Linked DNA regions of Cricetulus griseus: region 2 is linked to region 1. A link is a contact called in public Hi-C data. All regions are on one chromosome and are shown on one strand. Each heading gives the region's core, a stretch centred on a gene start, on an enhancer-like site or on the middle of the called end of the contact. The rest is flanking DNA. Distances are from core to core; before and after follow the strand shown. Region 1 holds the start of Itga9 (integrin alpha-9). Region 2 has its middle 6.4 kb from the start of Ctdspl.

Region 1 (2,700 bases), core at 105-2,604:
GTTGTCACCTGGGCCCACAGTAAAACAAGGGTGGGGAGCTACTGACAACCCAACTCTTAACTGCCATGAGAAGGTGGGTGTGGTGTGGCTGCTTCATTCTAAGGAAGTGAGCTAGGAGGGCACCCATCTTAGCTAAGCAGTCTTGTTGTGGGGTCAGTTTACTTCGCTAATGATGCTTAATGAGAGACTTAACATTTTTCTGCAGGCCCACCCATCTCGTCTGTCAGCAACTGCACCCCTGATCCAAACAAAACTTCATCCTCTTAAATCCTGTCTCCAGATTGGGATGGCACGTGGGAGATGAGCTCCAGGCTGACCACCAGCCACACATCCCCCTGGAGGGGGGGGGCTCTTTGTCCCCCTTCCCTCCATCCCAGATTCTCTTGGGACTTTGTGGGAGCCCCTGCCTCCGGTACCTCTCCTGAAGATCCCCAATGGCTCCAAGACCACTCCCACTACACCCCGTTTCCTGCATGAGGCTGCCCTAGAGGGACATGGAGTGGTCCCCAAAGCAGCCCGGCCTCCTGGGGGCCCCTGTCGGGGGGAGATACGGGGCAGTTGGCCAGCCAGCCGCAGCCCCTCGAGGGCAGACAGCCCAAGTAACTTGGCTGTGGCTAGAGAGAGCCCCGGGAGGGCAGGGACCCCAGGGACTCCCCTGGCCTCCCGGAGCAGGCCAGGATGTCAGCGTGGCCGCCAGACATTTAAATCGTCCCCACGGGAGGCGGCGTGGAAGGGGCCGGAAAGGCGGCGGCCGACTTGGAGGACCGCGGGGTGGCCGCCCGGGGTCGAGGAGCGGCGGGGACACTCACCAGCGCGTGTTGTCGTGGAAGTGCTCCAGCACCGCGTAGCCGAAGAAGGAACCCGCGGGGCCCTGGAAGCGCACCGGGCGCTGCGCGTCGAGGTTGTAGGCGCCGGCCGGGACCCCCGCGGCCACCAGCGCCAGCAGCAGCGCTCGGAGCCCCCCGGCGCCCGTCCACGCCGCAGCCGGCCGCCATCCCCAGCCGGCCGCCGCCCTGCGCCCTGCCCGCAGTCGGGGCTCCCGGGACGCGCCGCTGTCCGGGGCGCGAGCTGTGCGCTCCGAGTCGGAGCCCGGGACGCCGCGATGCGCCGCAGTGCGAGCCGGAGCGAGGCCAGGGGCGGCCGCCAGCGCGCCGCGTCCTCTTGATCCCCGCCGAGAGGTCTGCGCTCTCAGAAGGAGCGGGTCCCGGGCCCGGGCGGCGCTCGACTGAGGAGAGGCGCGCCCGCGGGGTGGGCGGCCCGGGAGGCCCGGGCGGGACGGGCCCGCAGCTCCCCCTGCTGGACGTGGCGCCACGAACACCGGCTGGGACCGGTGCTGGATCCCTAGGAACTCCATCCTCCCCAACGTCCCTTGCTCTGTGGGGGTCCAGCTGGCTGGGTCTCTTCCTTTTGTCTTACCCCGTGAGCCTCGCACTCACACTAAGCCCAAAAGCCACGCGAGCGAAGATGGGTGAATATTCTGGTCCTGCCCACCTGGAGGCTCTTATTCAGAGGAAAACACTCAAGACCATGAATCAGCTGATGTTAGTAAGAATTAGTCGCGTGGAAGCGAGCCTAGACACCTTCCAGACTCCTTGACCTGACCTGGCCAGTGCTTTCCACCTTGGCAGACACGCAATGCAGCCAAATCTTGCAAATCAAATTATACACACGTTCAACAAGCACCCCACCACAGCCCAGCCCCCGGCAAACTTTTTCTCTGCGACTCTATGAAGTTAACTAGTCTAACATTAAACTCATAGAGTTTAATGTTACTACTGAACTGACGCCTTGCTCAGGTAAAATCTGACCACGCTCCCCCAACTGCCCGCCACTCCCTCTCTCCCTCCCTCTCCTCTGCCAAAGTCTCACTCACACTAAACACATGCTTTGCTTGGTTTTTTTCTTTCTAGTCAGGTCTGCCCCGATGACAACCAGTTCAATAGCCTAGGGGAGGGGGGGAGACACACGTTAGGAATTATTTAGTCACAGTCTAAACTCATGGATCTTTACAGGTGAAGAGCCTCCCCCAGCTGCCATCAGAAGAGCTGTGACAAAGGGGGGGGGTCTTTGGAGATGGAGGGAGGGGTCCATGAGCCAAAAAGTCCAGGCAGCTTCAAAAAACAGTGGAATGTTTTCTCCCCTTCCGGAACACAGCCCAGGGACGCCTTGGCACCCAGGAGACCTGTGACCTGCATAAGTGTTAGATGATAAACTTCATTGTCTTAAGCCTCTGAGGTCCGATAATTTGCCTAGCTCTGATGTATAACTGCTGTCTTAATTAGGGCTACTGTTGCTGTAATGAACACCATGACCAAAAGCAAGTTGGAGAGGAAAGGGTTTTTTCTGTTCACAGTTCATCATCACTGAAGGAAGTCAAGACAGAAACTCAAACAGGGCAGGAACCTGGAAGCAGGAGCTGATGCAGAGGCCATGGAGGGGAGCTGCTTACTGGCTTCTCCTCTTGACTTGCTCCCTTTGCTTTTTTATAGAACCCAGGACCACTAATCCAGGAATGGCCCACCCACAATGGTCTGGGCCCTCCCACATCAATCCAGGAATGGCCCCACCCACAATGGTCTGGGCCCTCCCACACCAATCCAGGAATGGCCCCACCCACAATGGTCTGGGCCCTCCCACACCAATCCAGGAATGGCCCCACCCACAATGGTCTGGGCCCTCCCACATCAATCCAGGAATGGC
Region 2 (2,903 bases), core at 187-2,686, 320 kb before region 1:
CCTGTGGAGATGGCCTAGGTCTGGCACTCCAACCTGCTCCCCATCCTTGAAGCTCTGCCCCAGGCTGTTTCTCGGTCCTGTGTCCCCCCAATTTTGTGTGTCCTTTATGCTGCCTCTTGGTCACTGTCTTTCTGAGTCTCTGGCAACCTTCCTCTTAGCTCTTTCAGGAGCAGAATCTAAAGGGAAAAGAGGGAAGTAGTTTCTGAACAGAGAGAGACTCCTGGTGGCTGGTCAGGTGGCTGCACAGTGCAGCCTGCTCTCAGGTCTGTCTCAGGGATACTTTAGAACTTGACTTAGTGAGGTTTCTCCAGAAAGCATCTCTCCTCTCCTAGTGGGTATCAGGCCAAGGTTCTACAGGAAGTTCCAAGGAGCCCCACTCCAGCCTAGCCAGGCCAGGCCTCACACACACGAAATCTCTGTGTTTCGGTATTGCAGGCTCAGGCCTAACGAAAGGCCTGCAGTCTAGTGCAAGAGGCAGAGGGATAATCACGAATGGCACAGGGGAGAGCTGATTATTCTGTGTGGAGTCATCACAGAGATGTTACTCAGAGCCATTCTTAGGGCCTTCAGTTTTCTGAGCTAGAGGATTTCTGCATCTGGTTGTACAGAGAAGGCTGTGTGGTGACAGAGGAAGAAGCTGGCTCCAGACAGCCAGGCTGTGCTTGGAATTCAGCCTATAGATAAACCAGAGCCACTGAGGACTTTTGAAAAAAAAGATGTAATTTTAATTTATGTGCATGCGTGTTTTATCTGTATGTCTTTCTGTGTACCGTGTGTGTGCCTGCTATCTGAAGAGGCCAGAAGAGGGTGTCAGGTCCCCTGGAACTGGAGTTACAGACGGTTGTGAGCCTCCATGTGGGTGCTGGGGTTGGAACCCAGGTTCTCTGGAAGAGCAGCCAGTTTTCTTAACCGCTGAGCCGTCTCTCCATCTCCCACTCACCGGCAACATTTTGTGCGAGGACTAAGCATCACATAACTAGAGCGGGTTTGTGGGCTGAAGGGAGAACTCAAGGCAGCTTTAGCAACAGTAGGGAGTCTGTTAGCTTATGTAACCAGAGCATGGGTTCATGTCTGAGATTGGGGCATGACGTCATTCCTAAGGGGTAAATGCTCACCCTCAGTATCATGATCCATCTACTAACCAAGACCCGCTGTCCTCATCACAGATTCTTTCCACTGGATGCTGTGTCCAGGGGCTTTCTAGACATCTTTCCCCTCTGCGTACATCCCCAGCGATGCCCTCTATCTGACGCCAGGTGGGACTTAGGTGCCACATCCTTCCTACTTACAGTGACACTCATGACTAAGAATAAGGGCCCAGAAATGGGCCAGTGGTCGGGTAGGTGCAACCTGCCCCCTGGTGGCTGAATCTTGTGAGTTCCTCCCCATGTCAAACTGGGCGTAGCACTGAGGCTCCTCTACCTACCAACTCCTTGGGTTGGCTTATAGCCACAGAGAGGGTCAGGCGTGTCTCCATTCCACCCAGCTGCCATGATTGGCTCAGAGGTTAACAGAAGAGGTAGAGTGTATGGTGGCCACTGGCAAAAAAAAAAAAAAAAAAAAAAAGGCAGCCAGGCTGATGAGTACAGGGGCTGGGAGGAGACTTGCTATAAAATTCTAGGCTCCAAGATGGAATATTCTCAGTGTACCTTTCCCCCATTACCTCCAAAATTCCAGATCCCCCTACCCAGGAAACTTGGGTACAAGAATGGCTACCTGAAAAACCTGTGTCAGGAGAGGACATAGCCCTACTCTGCACCCCTACTGTGAAGGAATCACTCCTGAACAGAGTGAACAGCCCCCATCTGCCCTCAGCCCAGGAGTGGCTTTGAGTCCTGAAGATCAGAGAGGCTGGGGCTGATTTCATGACTGGAACTCCTTAGGTGAACCTCATACTTTATGCCTGTAACACACACACACACACACACACACACACACACACACACACACACGTGCTCGCGCGCACATACACGCACGCACGCACGTGCACACGCGCGCACACACACACATGCACACACACACACACACACACACACGCACGCACGCACGCACACACACACACACATACAGTTGTCCCACGCTACTGATGAAAAGCAGCAGCCATGTGTGCACAGCTTCATGCGTGTGATTTGGTGTATCTCTGTACATGTGTGGCCTACCTGAAAAGGCTACTGTCTTCTGCAGTCATATATATATGACATCAGCTTCCACAGGAGGCTGCCCGTGGTAACACTGCCTGTTGGAATCATTCCCACGGGCAGGGACCTGGCTGGGCAGGTCTGGTAACAGGCAGACACCTTGGCACGTGTAGCAACATGCTCATCTGTATACAGGCTCATATACATGCCAGGGCACAAGGCACACGTGATGAGGCTATCTGCCCAGCTGGTTTTTCTGCATGGCACTGCCTGCTCTTAGCCATCTTCCCTGCCTGGACCGCCATGTGTCAGTCCTGACAGCATGTCCCTACCCCCGCTGCCTTTGAAGCCAGCCTTCTAGGTCTCAGATTCCATGTGCAGGTGAGAGGGAGGGAGTGTCTACCACAGCGATTTCATTTCTGCTTTGCACATGGGGTCTGGTTGTTTTTCGAGACAGGGTTTCTCTGTGTAGCCCTGGCTGCTCTGGAACTCACTCTGTAGATCAGGCTGGTCTCGAACTCACAGAGATCCTCCTGCCTCTGTCTACCTGTGCCAACAGCTCCCACATGCACATGGGTTTCACAGAGGTTTAGGTGGTAAGAGGCTGAGCCTGCCCACTTCCTCTCACACTTGTGCTCATGCCTCATTAATTACTCCAGCGCATATTCTCATGCTGTACTGTGCACACTGTCAACCTCCCCACATGCATTGCTAACCTTAATTCTCAGGTGAAGCTCTCAAACAAATAGCCCTGTCTGGCTCAGA

Evidence for each region. Hi-C and Micro-C count contacts between places; a contact is called where the count stands out from the background.
Region 2: a contact with region 1 is called in a Hi-C map of the CHL-YN cell line, with 4 times the contacts expected there. The contact joins the enhancer-like site here to the promoter of Itga9 in region 1. A contact is called at or near these places in 4 of 8 Hi-C or Micro-C datasets (the CHK-Q cell line, the CHL-YN cell line, the CHO-K1 cell line and 1 more).

Annotation. Positions count from the first base shown.
Region 1 is chr4:225,678,448-225,681,147 of CriGri-PICRH-1.0, reverse strand. Itga9 (integrin alpha-9) reads right to left here and starts at 1,354. Exons shown (of 28, transcript XM_027415345.2): 1 at 810-1,354. The coding sequence starts at 1,354.
Region 2 is chr4:225,996,229-225,999,131 of CriGri-PICRH-1.0, reverse strand. No RefSeq gene overlaps it. Among named protein-coding and RNA genes, the nearest start is that of Ctdspl, 6.4 kb to the left of the region's middle. Within about 2 kb of position 1,436, at least 1 of the 6 cell types and tissues checked has open chromatin away from gene starts, as enhancers often do.